5 separate regions of the Mus musculus genome follow, and all the other regions are linked to region 2. The links are chromatin contacts, called in public promoter capture Hi-C maps. All regions are on one chromosome and are shown on one strand. Each heading gives the region's core, a stretch centred on a gene start, on an enhancer-like site or on the middle of the called end of the contact. The rest is flanking DNA. Distances are from core to core; before and after follow the strand shown.

Region 1 (2,804 bases), core at 276-2,775, 2.2 Mb before region 2:
GCTATGAGTCATTGCATACAAACACTCATCTAACAGCTTTCTCTACTCACTGATACGTGATAGGCATTGCCTGGCCCTTCATAACTAAAAGGTGTCTGCCTGAGTCTGGAGGTTCCTTCCTCCTCCCCAAGTCCAAGCGTTCCTGCTGTCTGTTTTCTTCTGGTTGAGCTGGGTTTATGTCATCGCGGTTCCTTGGTAGGTTGGTGGTGCAGTCATGACAGACTGGGGAAGACAGAGGAGGTGAGTCACACTGAAGGTCCAGTGAATCAGACGGGGTGGGCTGGGACAGGGGTTTCCCTCAAAGGAAGCGCCTTAGCTGTTCCTGGGAGAAACACCACCAGGAGAAAAAACCAACTTCCCCCCTTTCAGAGAACCCACTTAAGAACCCGTTTTCTAAAGAAAAGGCCCAGTCCATGCCTCCTAAAAGGAGTAGACAGGTATAGGATCTGACTTTCCCAGCTTCTCCTACTCTGGGTTTGAGCCCTTCTGGTATTCGGAAGCACGATTTCTTCCAATGCCCTGGTGTGATATGGTTCCGAGTGACTTCAATGGCTTCAAGTTTCAGTTTCCTGGAAAACACATTATTTGCCTCCTGGAGTTGGGGTATAATTGCAAATAAAACCTAGCACTATTGGAAAGAGAATGGAACCTCTGTTGTCTTTGGATTTAAAATCTAGGAAGCTGTTACCTGGCAACACAACACTGCCAGATCTCTTGCTTTACAGGTGAAGATGTATGTTTGTCACAGACCGCAGGGGCATGTGGGGCAGAGCCCAGCATAGGGACACTAGGGTGTGCTGGGAGCCAGACTGAAGGGCATCTCTGTCTTTCCATTACCGGCAGTTCTCTCTCTCTCTCTAATCCAGACACCCCAGGGCCTTTGTCCTGCCTAGCAGGTGTTCCCTCTGCTGAGCAAAGATATCAGGGATTCTATGCAGATCAGCACCACTGTCGTTTTCTTGTTTCAGGTGCCAACATGATGTGGTAGAACGTTGTGTTGATTCTATCGGGATATTTTCTTCATCATAGGCGTTAATTTTTATTTTAAAATATCGTATTACAATATGACTTACACGGATGACTCGATTATTTTGCACGCTCTTTAAACTCACCCAGAATTGCTAAAATCTGATTCTTTTTGGTTGTTTGCTTTTGAGATGAGGATGGTGTGATGTACACATTGAGGTGAGAATGTGTTCTGTAGACTATGCCAGTCACCTTAAACTTGAGATTCTCGTACTTGCTCTATACACTCCTCTGCCTCTCAGGAAAGGCTCAGAACTATAGACAGAGGTCCAGGGTCGTGTTCTTGGGCGATCACCGCGGGCCGTGCGGGGTAGGGTTGGCACACTGGGCACCTGGCGTGGGAAGGTCGGAGCAGAAGTCCCGACCGGGCCAGACTTCCTGCCCGCAGGGCGGGAGGCTCTGGCACTGGATGTGCGCCAGGGGGCGTCTCCGGGAGGGAGTGGCTTCCTGGGCGCGGGCGGCGTCGGCGGTGGAGCGCGGGGACAGCTCACCTGGACTGGCGACATGGAGGACGGCGTGCTCAAGGAAGGCTTCCTCGTCAAGAGGGTGAGTGTGTTCTGGCCTCGCGCCCGCGTGGCCGTGGGGACAGCGGGGCGAGCAAGTGTTGGACAAGGTGACGAGCTGGCGAAGTGCTCCCACTGGCCAGCGGATCTGGCATGCACAGGCTGGTCCTGCTTGGTTCAGGGCTTACTCTCTCCGGTGGATCTCTTAAAACAATTTACTGGAATTGAGGGCGAAGCCAGGGACAGGACCCATGGTTAGCATACTCAAGGCCCTGGATTTGGTCCACAGCAACACACCACACACACACACACACACACACACACACACACACACACACACACACCACACCACACTGTATTAAAGTACCATAAAGTGGTGTGGGTGCAGGGTGGAGAGAGCATAGTTAAAAGGTACGGCTGGAAAGTAGGAATGACCTTCTGTGGTAGAGAGTTAACTGTGGCTGACCGCAGTTAAGAGTATATTCTCACGTAGCTAAGGGGATTTTAAATGTTTCCAACACCAAGAAACGTTAATAAATGTTTGAGGTGATGGAGCTGCCAGTTACCCTTATGCGATCATTGCATGCCGTGCCTATGATTGACAACCCAATGTATGTGCTCCATGCATATGCACAGCCATGTCTCAATTAAGTATGATATTGAAATATAAGGCACCATGGATATGCCGTGCAATTTACAGCTTGAAAGGAAAGAAGGCACCACCCTTCCCTCCCTCCCTCCCTCCCTCTTCTCTCTCTCTCTCTCTCTCTCTCTCTCTCTCTCTGCTCAAGACTGAGCATCAGCAAGGCGAAATAGCTTGTCTAGCGTAGGTGAGTATTAGATAGGACATGAACTCCATCCTTAGTCCTCCCTCATCACCCTTGTTGAAGAAGCAAGAGTCCAACCAGGGACAGTGGGACTCCCAGGATGCCTAGGGTCAAGGTAGAAAATGAACGAAAGAACCTAAAAGAGGAACTTTTACAGTTTGGTGCATTCAGAAAACCTTGGATTTGATCTCTAACTTCTAAAACAATTACTTTAACATTGATGTCAATACTGAATATTTATGTTAGTATAATAGCATGCATAGTATGCATATAGATATACATGTGTGTATGTGTATATATGTATACACACATATATGCATGTATTTGTATGTATATGTGTGTATATGTATGTATATGAGTATATATGCATGTATATGTGTGTATATGTGTGTATATGTATGTATATGTATGTGTATGTATATGTATATGTGTATATGCATATGTATGT
Region 2 (2,700 bases), core at 191-2,690:
GCTAAGAATTATCTGTTTCCTCTAATATATAATTACGTAGCTGCAAAGCTGCAATTCTGGGATTCATGAATTTATTTAATAAGTTTATTCACACACGGTTTAAAACACATAAATACATAATTCCAACCCTCCCTTTTTCTTTCAAAAATAGATCAAGGATTTCTACTTGTGATATCTAAGTCTCAGCTTTTGAAGTTGGCCTGTTTTTTGTTTTTGCCAGGAATTAGTTCCTAAAAAGATGATTTTGAACTCAACAACAAGCAAAGCAAATGGTTTGGGGTGGTGCTGGAGGATATTGGGGAGTCCCAGGGCCTTTGGAGTGCTAAATGTGTGCTTTGCTTAAGATCTACAGCTCTTGCTCACTACAGAGAATTGCTAGATGGTCTGAGTGGGGGAAGGAGGTGGGAGGTCGCTGTTAACCTCTAGGATAGCCCAGGCCGGTGTGTCATTTTCCTTGTAATACTGATGCCATTTGGGAAATTAGTATGTAATAAGAACTCAGGCAAAAGGGGAGGGAAGAGTTCTATGGCTTTTTAATACCTGTGGATTTTGTCCCAATTAGCATTTTTACTGTCCAAATACCTACTCTCAAAAGAAGTGTGACGGCAGCAGGCAGTGAAATATCTTTTGCGTACCTTTAATACCCAATACTAAGCTTGAACATCTGGCAACTCAACACACTTTGCTCATGAATCCTAGAAAACAGCGTAATTATACACTCAAGCAAACAAGTCAAGAGAAAGGCTGTTTCCTGTTAAGAATTCCGGGGAGCATCAAAGTTAAAGCTCCCTTCTGCATCTATGCTCTTTTTAATCGCCACTGGTGTCTCCATTACACTTGCGATTACCCGGGTTGATAGTCTGTGAGAGACCATCCCAGGCACAGCGTATGGAGGGCCGCCCCTCCCCCCCCCCCATAAAAATAAAACAAGGAAAGGTACAGCAAGGCACGCAACCAACATTACAGAGCGATGACCTTGTATTGTTAAAAAGTCAAGGAAATAGCCTGCCTTGCAAGCCGCCCGTGTTCGTCCGTGTGTCACCCTCCCTAGTCGCAGATGTACTTGACACCCTTGGTTCTAGCATCTCCTCTGGCCTGCTGTACACCACCCTACCAAAGCTTGCAGTGAGAAAGCAGGGTCTTGCCCGGAGACCCGGGCTCACAGGATGGTGCAGGTGGGCTGGTATGCTGGCTTGCCTGTTGATTATGGACCCTGCAATATGCAACTGTAGGCTGAGCGCCACCAACCAGCACAGCCGGGTTCTCCGGGACAGTACCTTGCTTACAAGCAGGAGCCGCGGCCTCCAGCCCGCAGGCTGGGGGCGGGGGCCTCGGCCCAGTGCCCACCCCCTGTGCTCCCAGCGTCTGCTCCTACTACCAGCCGGTTGTAGCCGGCCGGGAGCGCGCTTTCTAACGTAACCCGCCCGCGGGAACAATCTGTCCCTTCCAGCCTATCTCCGGAGGGGCATTACAGCCGGGGCGCCCTCCTCACCCACCCTATGGCCTAAACGGGTCTTTAGATGTTTTTTCAAAACCAGATCGTAGTCTGCAGGGACGCTAGGCGGGAAAGGCTGGGAGGACTCCTTTTCGCCGCCAGCTTGCGGCTCCGGGCACACAAATTAGGCCGGAGCAGCAGAGTCGAGTCCTCTTCCCGTGGCAAGGGGCTCTGTGTGTGCGGGATCAGGGGAGGTGAGAGAGGACCCTGGCGTCCCAGGTCCCAGCGGCGGCGGCGCTAGCGGCTAGGCAGGTGCCCCCGGGCGCGCAGTCTGATTGGCAGGTGCAGGAGTGGGTGGGGAAGGCGGGCCTGGCGCTGCGGGAGGCTGCAGCCCCGCCTCCCCGCCCCCGCCGCGGGACTATCTGGTCCCGGCAGCAGCGATGTCCCCCGGCAGGAATGTCCCTCCTCAGATAATGTTATTTATATCTCTGGGCGGGTCCGCGGCTCCGCTGCACCAGGCGCCCGGCGGCCACTGTGCCAGGAGCCCCGTGCTGCCCTCCTCCCCCTGCGCCGCCGCCCCCGGGCTCGGGGTAGCCGCCGCTTCAGCCCCAGCGCAGGTGAGTCCCCGAGGGCCGCGCGACGGGAGGGAGCTGGGTGCCCCGGAGCCAGCGCCGGGGAGTGCGGGGCCCAGGGGGCGGGTGACGCGACAGCCCGGTGGGGGCCTGGCCCCGGGTGCCTAGCACGGGGCGGGAGGGGTGAGGAGCCCAGGAGGCCCTGGCGGCTGCGGCAGTCGTCACCCCGGGACGCGGGAACCCGCGTGGGTTTCGCAGGCGCTGGGCGAGCAGGGCGCTAGCTTTGGGAAGCCAGCTAGTAGAGTGTCGCCGTGGGGCACGGGGAGTGGGTTTGGGGGGTTTGTGCTCTTGGCCGCCTCCCCCAGGACCCTCGCCTGGGAGCAAAGTTGGGGGGGGGGGCTGCCTGTCGTCGGTCTAAGGACTGTCCGCGTCTGTGCCTCCTGCTGCCTGGTTTCTCAAACCCCCGGGCGTGTCGGATCCTCTTCTGGAACTTGGCTAGCGCGCTCCAGGGCTGCCCAGTGCCAAGGCTGGGAGGACAGTTCAGGGCAGCAGAGGGGGCCGGGCCTCAGGATGTCAGGCAGGACGTGCAGAGTGGCCCAGTGTAGACTGAGAAGGGAGAGATCAAGTGTCCCAGGACTATACTTCAAGGACCCCCACCTTTTCCCTTTGAGTTCCTTATCTCCAAGCTACTGC
Region 3 (2,716 bases), core at 104-2,603, 2.4 Mb before region 2:
GTTCCAGGACCTACTTTGCTCTGCTTCACTTTCCCCAACACTATCTGCAAGAAGACTTCCTCTGAAGATTCCCTGATAGATGTTTATCTGCAGAAGGAATCCAAAGGATACCAGATGGGAACAAATTACAGGTGCCAAGCTGCTACCACAGGATCAGGATAGAAGAGATGAGATTCTGAACAGGTTTTTTCCCCTTCCGGAACAAACACAGAAATCCAACCACTTACCCAACCTGGAGAGCCTCTTCAGCAAGCCAGCTTCTCGAATGGCAGCTGGACCATATTCCACTCCTAGCTTCTTCTGTGAATCATACAAACCCCACAGACATAAGAGAAGGTGAGGAAAGGAGCAGAAACACTTTGACACAGAAATCTCTGCTGCTACCCGGAGCTCCTAAAAGACTCCTCTGCAAACCTTTCACAGCATCAAAACTTCTACTGTAGAAGGCTGATCGTTTCACTAAATGCTTAATGGGCGGAGGGAAGATTCTGTTCTTGAAAGCAAATCAACCTTCTGAGTCCCTCACTGAGAGCCAGACCAGGAAAGTCTCGGATCAGGAAAGGGCTCAGTGAGCTTTGATCCGGTACCTGTATCTGGCAGAACGCGGCACCTAGCTTCCCCATCAGTGAGTGCGCCCTCCGCGACAGCAGGTTCCTTTCATTGAAGGCAGAACAAAGCCCCTTCGTCCCTCCCGCAGTTGCAGAGACCGACATCAATTTCTTTCCAGGTTAATGCTCTTTCTGCAAGAATAGAACCTGAAGCCTGCCTTAATCCCCGGTCACCGTCTCTAACCTCCTCTCCGACAATTTCTCAACGATCCCGGTTTTGCCTTCTCCAGCTCCTCCATGGAATCCTCTCTCTTTTCCTTCCTGTCATCACCCCAAAGCTGGAAATGCCCACTCTCCGTCGTCCTGGAGGCCGCAGATGCTCGCTTCTCGATGCCCACTTCCCTCCCTCTCGATGCCCAGTGCCCTCTCTCACCCCCTTGCCTTCCATCAGTCCCTCATCTCCATCTGGGTCCAGGAAAACCCAACGTGCGCTCCACGTACCCGCCATGGGATCCCGCGAGCTCTTCCCCCCGTTTTTTCCCCCCTCCTCCCTCCTGGCCCCAAGAAACTCTCTAGGCTTAGTGTCCCGTCAGCTCGGGTCGCAGCTCTCACCTGTCCCCGAGAGAAAGGGGCTCCGACTATAGCTACAGAGTGGACGGATCTCGTCAGGACGCAAGGAATTTGCCCGTGGAGGAGACGGGAGGCGCTGCTCCTCAGGAACATGATTGGCAGGGAGGGGATTACCCTAGGAGAACCGGCTCGGTGCAACTCAGGACCTCGAGTGAGTGCAGCCTCCCACAGCTTCGATGCTTCACTAGGCGAGCGCACCGCCCTGTGACGTCAGCATCTCTCGGACACGCCTCCAACCAGCCCCCGGCGCACCTTCTCGGAGGACTACAGCTCTCCAGGGCCTGGGACGCGCCTGCCGTTAAGTCACCATTGGACCTGTCCTCTCTTTCCCTGGACACGCTCCCCCCGCCCCCGATGCCTAAGCCACCAAGGCGGATACCATAAAGCCGCTGATCAGAGTGGCACCTGTGTGGTTTCCCGGGAAGCAGCGTCCCTGCCAGGTTGGAGACCTCAGTGGAACTTGAGAACTTGACACATGTACCCGCCCCAGGCGCTATCTCGGCTGAAGAGTTGGCACTGGCCGTGGCCTGCCCGCACCCGGGGTCATCTGCTAACCCACACCAAGTCAGCATCCATCTGCAGCTTTCTATCTCAAAGCTTAAAATCCTAGAAACATTTACCCCATCAGTGTCCTCTTGAGTCTGGCTTTTTAAAAACTCACCTACCTTGGATCTTTGGGGAGAATTTAGAATTTACCAAGCAATTACTTTCTAGATTTTTTTTTTAATTTTTTTAAACAAAATTTTATTTCCTTTTCAGATTTTTTTAAATGTGTATGAGTGTTTTGCCTGTATATATGTTTGTGCACCACAGACATTCATGGTGCCCAGGGAAGTCAGAAGTGGATATAGGATTTGCTGGAACTAGAGTTACTACAGACCTTTATGAGCCACCATGTGAGTGCTGAGAATCAAACCCAAGCCCTTAGCAAAAGTAACAGATGCTCTTAACTGTTCAGCTACCTCTCTGGGCCCCTGTTTTCAGTTCTTTACATGAACAATAAGAGCACTGGTTACTAGAGGCCAACTATATCAACACATTCTGATCATTCTAAATTAAAAGGAGGCTGAAACAAATCCAAAAATATCAAGGAGCTTTTCATGGTTTTAATAGTAAATAGTGGCTGATGGCCCTGCAATTACGGACACACATTGCTCTTGCAGAGGACCTGGTTTTTGCAGAGTTTTATGCATAGCCATTAACCCCAGCTTCTGGGGAATCCGATGCTTCTTGCCTCCACAGACACAGCAAGCTAGGGGAGATAGAAGGATCTGCATTCTTTGTTGTAAGCACAAGTTTACAGTATGATAAAATGGACATATTGAGTGTTTCATACAGTGGCAAGATTGTCTAACACTGTACTCTTAACTGTGACTCTGTAGCCTGCTGTAGTGGCTATTCCTGGTTGTCAACTTGACAATATTTGGAATGAACTACAATCCGGAATTGGAAGGCTCACCAGTGACCCTTATCTGGAGGCTTGGAGATCCTTATCTGGATCTTGGTTTGAAGATCTTGAGCCGTAGTGGCTATGGATT
Region 4 (2,700 bases), core at 86-2,585, 2.3 Mb before region 2:
ATTTACATTTCAAATGTTATCCCCTTTCCTGGTTTCCCCTCTGAAAACCCCCTATCCCCTCCCCCCACCCCCTGCCTTCACCCACCCACCCACTCCCACCTCACTGCCCTAGCATTCCCCTACACTGGGGGCATGGAGCCTTCACAGGACCAGGGCCTCTCCTCCCATTGATGACTGGCAAGGCCATCCTCTGCTACATATGCGGCTGAAGCCATGGGTCACTCCATGTGTACTCTTTGGTTGGTGGTTTAGTCTCTGGGAGCTCTGGGGGGTCTGGTTGGTTCATATCTGATTTATTTTTAAAATGGACATCCATACATGTCCATGCCAGACCTGTTGGGGCCTTCCAGTAATCCTAACATTGGGCAGGTGGGAACAGGAGTGTGGGGAATTCAAGAACAGACCTATCCTAAAAGCAGAAAACAAGACCTTCCCACATGTTATTATAGGCCTTCAAGATTGTATGTTCCTCTTGGCTGAAGTACCCAGCACCAGCACTCATGGTTGGTGCCTGAAAGGGAAATTTCATTCCTGTTTCCTGCAGGACCCACGACTAGTTGAAAGGCCTATCTGAACTTGGCCTCATTGAGCTGATTTCCCACGTTCTGAATTCTAAATTGCCAAGGGCTTTTGTTGCCTTTCTTTTGTTGTTTTTACAGTAATGTCCATTGTTTTGCACCTCCTAAGAAGACCTCAGAAAAAAAATTCCATTTAATCTTTACAAACCAAATCGTGGACCTTGGAGGTCCAGGCCTTGATTGAGGCAAATTCTAGTTTTTGCACGGGCCTCAGTTTCTCCATCTTAGAAATGAGAATAATAACGACGACGATGATGATGATGATAAAAACAAAAAACAAAAAAACCCGACCTGATCTGCCTGCTTCAAAGATTAATTTGTATGAAATACGTTGAGGGCACACAGTGGGTGTGCAACACCATGTGAAGTGTGGATCTCTGGTAGCCTGAACCTTCACAATACCCAGATACCCAGAGTGAATGTTCTGCAAGCAGTTCCCTACAACTCCTACAATCAGGAGGTGACCCTTACTCCACACATGGATGGCAGGGAGGGCCAAGGAATCTTTACAGCAGCCACCTGAGCTGCGGAGGCTGCGAGCGGAGTCCTGGCAGGGCTGACCCCAGGCTGGGGATGAGTGGCGGGAGTCGTCTGGGTTGGCGTGGGCGGCGGGGGCAGCGGGCCCGGCGGACACGCGGGCGCTGAAGGAGTTAAACAGGGCCGGGGGCAGAGCGCCTGTCAGAAGCGAGCATGTGCAGTTTGCACCGCATCCGTACTATGGGTGAGTGCGGCCGCCGCCGCTTGGGGCTGGGTTCCGTGGGGCAGCAGCGGCTGCAGCTACCCGGGCCCCGCGCCGCCCCGGCGGCCGCGGACACTGGATGCGGGAATAGTCGCGGGCGGGTGGCGTGGGGGAGTCTCGTCCGGTCACTCGGCGCGGGGGGAGCCGGAGCGCCGGGCGTGGGGGCAGGGAACAGGCGGCGCAGGAGAGCGCCCCGAGTCCCGGCGCGGAGGAGGAGCGGGAGCCAGCCCGTGAGACCGCGCTCCTGGCCGCACCTGCGTCGGGCAGACGGCCGCCCGACCCTGCCTTGCCTTGCCCTACCCTCGTCCCCGGCCCCGCACCGGTAGGTGCCCACGATGCCCGCACAGAGGCCTTTCCGCCGCGGAGAGAGGTGTCTGCGCGGGGCGGGCAGCGCTGAGCGAGGGGGCGCGGGTGATGGGGCGGTGATAGGGAAGACCCGGCGACCCCGCGTGGGGACACTACCGGATCCCGCTTCCTCTTTGCTTTCGGTTTCGGAGAGGCTGCTGGGGCTGGAGAGCGAGCCGCAGATTAGATGCTGTGTCTGAGCTTGGATTCCCTGCGGGGGATGGGCGCACAGGGGGGCGTGTTGGTGAAAGGGGTGCACATTGGCAACTTTCCCCGCCTGAAACAAAGAGGTGCCGGGTTGAGACGAGGGTGAAAGACTTGACTGAGGATCTGAGACCTCTGAAGGTTGACATCTCCCTAACCCAGGGGAATGCACCCCGAGGCCCTCTGCAAAGGACAGAGGGGGGCGCCAGACTGGATGGACGCTGGAGAGCCAGGTCTTGGGAGTAGGGACCAGAGACCCTCCTGACTTTGCGGGTTGGGGAAGGAACCTTGTCAAAATGCCTTTTCTTCCGTCCGCATAAAAGAACTGGGTGATGGTGGGCTGCACACCTTGGCATTTTTTTTTTTCAGGTGGGTGCCTAGGTCAGTGCTCAGCCCCTGGTTGCTAGTTCGCCACCTGCATTCACCATCTCTGTTTCCTTGTGGGAACTGGAGGGTTGAGATGGGTAGCCCTATTTCTGGCAAGGCCAGGGAGGTATTGGCGTCTTTCCCAGGTGCCTTCTTTTCTCTCTTTCTATGAGGACCCGTTTCCCCTCTTTCCCTCACCGTTTCTCCTTTCCTTCCTGGGGTTTCTTAGGGGATGGAGGTATGATCTCTTCGTGCTCAGGGTTTGTGGTGTCTGGTTATTCCAACTTTGGTTAGATGCTCACGAAAGCTGCATTCCAGTGTAAACTTGGGGTTCTGCTTACCCATTGTTGAGTGTTCTCTGTACCCCAATAACAAATGATCATCATACTGGGGTCTTCAGAAAGCCTAGTCTCTCTCTCTCTCTTTCTCTCTCTCTCTCTCTCTCTCTCTCTCTCTCTCTCTCTCTCT
Region 5 (2,702 bases), core at 44-2,543, 2.4 Mb before region 2:
AGTGGAAATAATTACATCATCAGAAGTATGATTGTCTGTGCACTGCCACAGTAGTGCTCCATCCATGCAAATATATGGTTGGCAAACAGCATCTATTAGTGGCTCCCCCAGTTACCTTTCCCTAGTGATAAGTACTTGAAGAACCAGCCTGCTTCCATATTAGGCTTGAAAGTCATCTTACAGTGAAGACAATCTAGGTTCATTCTTGTTTATGAGTAAACCTGTTTTTCAAGGATTGAGCTATGCCCCACCTGTGACCTTAACTACAAATGGTTCTGTACTGCTTGTTCCAAGAATGCAATCACGTCTTTGTTTCAAAAAGTTGTTTATAGTCATCTTGCAACCTGACCTTTGCTTCAAAGGGTTATATAGCTACCTTGTTAGGCCCATCTTTGCAACCTTGTGTCTCTGTTCCAGAGGGACTTACTTGCTATGCTTGTGTGCTGCTCCTATAACTATATTTTGACAGACAAACCCCTCATTTGGAAACCTTCCTATCCCTGAGCTATAAAAGCCTGCCTTCACATCCAAAGCTGAACCCCATCTCAGGAGGAGGCAGCCCGTGTATGTGAATTTTTAAAGCTTGCTTTAATTAATTTGGTCATGATGATTTGGGTGGCGGTCTTTCTCCTCTCGTTTTTTTTTTTTTTTTGGATTAATATACTCTTTAGCAGCTGAGCCATCTGCCCAACTCAAAGCCTACCTTCTCTTCCCATGCATCCTAGCCTTGCTAGTTTTTTGATTCCTGTGACTGAAACCCATTCCAGCCTCCAACTTTGTTTTTTCCTGGTCCTTCTTTCTGGAGACTACCCCCACCTCCACCCCAACTCCCCACAGAACAGTGTGGCCCTTGTAGGTTTAATGGCGAAGACCTTTAAGACCTTTACTTAAAGCTGCCCAGACCTTCTACTAGTCTGAACATTTTTGTCAATAACACTACTTAAGTTACGTCTATTTTTTTTTTTTTTTCCTACTAGGAAAGAAGCTATGTAGAGACAGAAATCTTCAGTACCTAAAATCCCTTCGCAGGGAAATGAATGAATGAATGAATGAATGGTTACACCTGCAGACCATTTTGGGGGAGTCTTTCTGGCGTAACAATATAAATGAGTCAGTCAAATGAACAGAGATCTTAATCTGCCCAAAACTGGTGCCGCGGTTCTGGGGAGTTTGGGCTAAGGATAAACTGGGAGAACTTGCTGCAAGTCCCAGCCCTGCTCTCAGTGAGCGACTACGGCTGCGCGGACAGGCAGGGCTCAGCCGCTTCCGGGATGGTCGGGAGCCAACGAGACTTCGAGCCTCCGGGTGGGCTAGAGCGGCGCGACATTCAGGTGTGTGCGGCCATGGAGGACGAGAAGAGCTTCTCCGATATCTGCGGCGGCCGCCTAGCCCTGCGGTGCCGCTACTACTCACCGTACTGCCGCGAGTTCGGCCTCAGCTCGGCTCGGCTGTCGCTGTGCTCGCTCACCGCGGTCACCTGCGCGGTGTGGCTGGCGGCCTACGGGCTCTTCACCCTGTGCGAGGTAAAGGCGGGCGCTCGGCCGGCGCAGGCAGCTTGGAGAGGTCTCGGGGCTGACCCGTGGGTCCGGGAGGGTGGGGACTCCCTGGATCAGGGTCGCCGTTCCACGGCAGGACTGCCCTCCCTCCCCGAGAAGTTTGTGCTTCTGGACGTTCTACCACAGTGGACCTACTTGCCCTGCTCATTCATGGAACATAACCTCCTCAGAGAACTCAGTGCATCCTCCCGCATCACTTACTGGGTACCAAAGCCAACGGATAGCAGGCGTGCGACAGAATTACAGAAAAGTTTTTGCCTCCACAACTGTGCAGTACAGAATCTCCACCTAATATCTGTTTCTCAAGGCCAGGTCAACTACCATCCCCTCTCCCAACCCTTCCCCAGTTTAAGTGCATTTTCTAAAGTGTTGCCAGGTCTAAGACACGAGGGTTTTCTATGCTCAGTTTTCAGACTTTCTAATCTTTTTTCCCCCCGAGCCTCATTTTTAACATCTCTAAGTTGAAATTAATGGTTCAAAATATTGCGAAGGTCAACTGCTATTATTTTGTGACAGTTCCCAAGCAAAAAGAGTCATCCGATTGGCCTTTGTTCAGGATGTTCTGTTCTGTTTTAACTCCCTGTATAGCCCTAAAATGAATATATTATTCCAGGAGTGATCTTAATAGAGCCAGTACACCAGAACTGTTTATTTCTGCAATTTTCATATTGTTTGTATTAAAACATCCCTTAGCTTTTTTCTATTCTTTTGCTATTATTATTATTCTTACTTTGTCTGGACTGGAAGGCTCTATGTGGAGCCTGCCTCTGCCTCCCTAGGGTTAGGATCAAAGGTGTGTGTCATCATACCTGGTTCAATCACATTTATGCTATCAAAGTGTGTGGCAGAGCATCATAATTTGCACAGATTTTCATAGATGAAGTTAAGTCCCCTCACTGAGGGTCTGGGGAATGAATGGCTCATCAGATGACTGCAGCGACTGCCAAACCTGACCACCTAATGCCAAACCTGACCACCTAATGCCAAACCTGACCACCTAAGCCGAATCCCCAGAACCCACATGATGGGAGGGAAGAATGGATTCAAAAAAATTGTCCTCTGACCTCTGCACAATAAATAAATATAAATAGTAGGGGCTGGTGTGGTGGTGCACACCTTTAATCCCAGCACTAGGGAAACAGAGGA

What was found. Promoter capture Hi-C pulls out the DNA fragments that hold promoters and counts their contacts.
Region 1: a contact with region 2 is called in a promoter capture Hi-C map of liver, with 5 times the contacts expected there. The contact joins the promoter of Plek2 here to the promoter of Sptb in region 2. A contact is called at or near these places in 2 of 39 promoter capture datasets (cranial neural crest and liver).
Region 3: a contact with region 2 is called in a promoter capture Hi-C map of liver, with 2.6 times the contacts expected there. The contact joins the promoter of Arg2 here to the promoter of Sptb in region 2. A contact is called at or near these places in 3 of 39 promoter capture datasets (hippocampal neurons and liver).
Region 4: a contact with region 2 is called in a promoter capture Hi-C map of liver, with 2.8 times the contacts expected there. The contact joins the promoter of Tmem229b here to the promoter of Sptb in region 2. A contact is called at or near these places in 2 of 39 promoter capture datasets (both in liver).
Region 5: a promoter capture Hi-C map of cranial neural crest shows a contact between it and region 2. The contact joins the promoter of Pigh here to the promoter of Sptb in region 2. A contact is called at or near these places in 2 of 39 promoter capture datasets (cranial neural crest and liver).

What each region holds. Positions count from the first base shown.
Region 1 is chr12:78,905,659-78,908,462 of GRCm38.p6, reverse strand. Plek2 (pleckstrin 2) reads left to right here and starts at 1,525. Exons shown (of 9, transcript NM_013738.3): 1 at 1,525-1,572. The coding sequence starts at 1,531.
Region 2 is chr12:76,709,287-76,711,986 of GRCm38.p6, reverse strand. Sptb (spectrin beta, erythrocytic) reads left to right here and starts at 1,440. Exons shown (of 36, transcript NM_013675.3): 1 at 1,440-2,052.
Region 3 is chr12:79,129,425-79,132,140 of GRCm38.p6, reverse strand. It overlaps Arg2 (arginase type II), which reads right to left and starts at 1,353. Exons shown (of 8, transcript NM_009705.3): 1 at 1,161-1,353; 2 at 228-300. The coding sequence starts at 1,271.
Region 4 is chr12:79,005,912-79,008,611 of GRCm38.p6, reverse strand. It overlaps Tmem229b (transmembrane protein 229B), which reads left to right and starts at 1,335. Exons shown (of 3, transcript NM_178745.5): 1 at 1,335-1,639.
Region 5 is chr12:79,088,261-79,090,962 of GRCm38.p6, reverse strand. It overlaps Pigh (phosphatidylinositol glycan anchor biosynthesis, class H), which reads left to right and starts at 1,293. Exons shown (of 4, transcript NM_029988.2): 1 at 1,293-1,523. The coding sequence starts at 1,344. It overlaps 9230116L04Rik (RIKEN cDNA 9230116L04 gene), which reads left to right. Exons shown (of 3, transcript NR_110486.1): 3 at 978-2,258.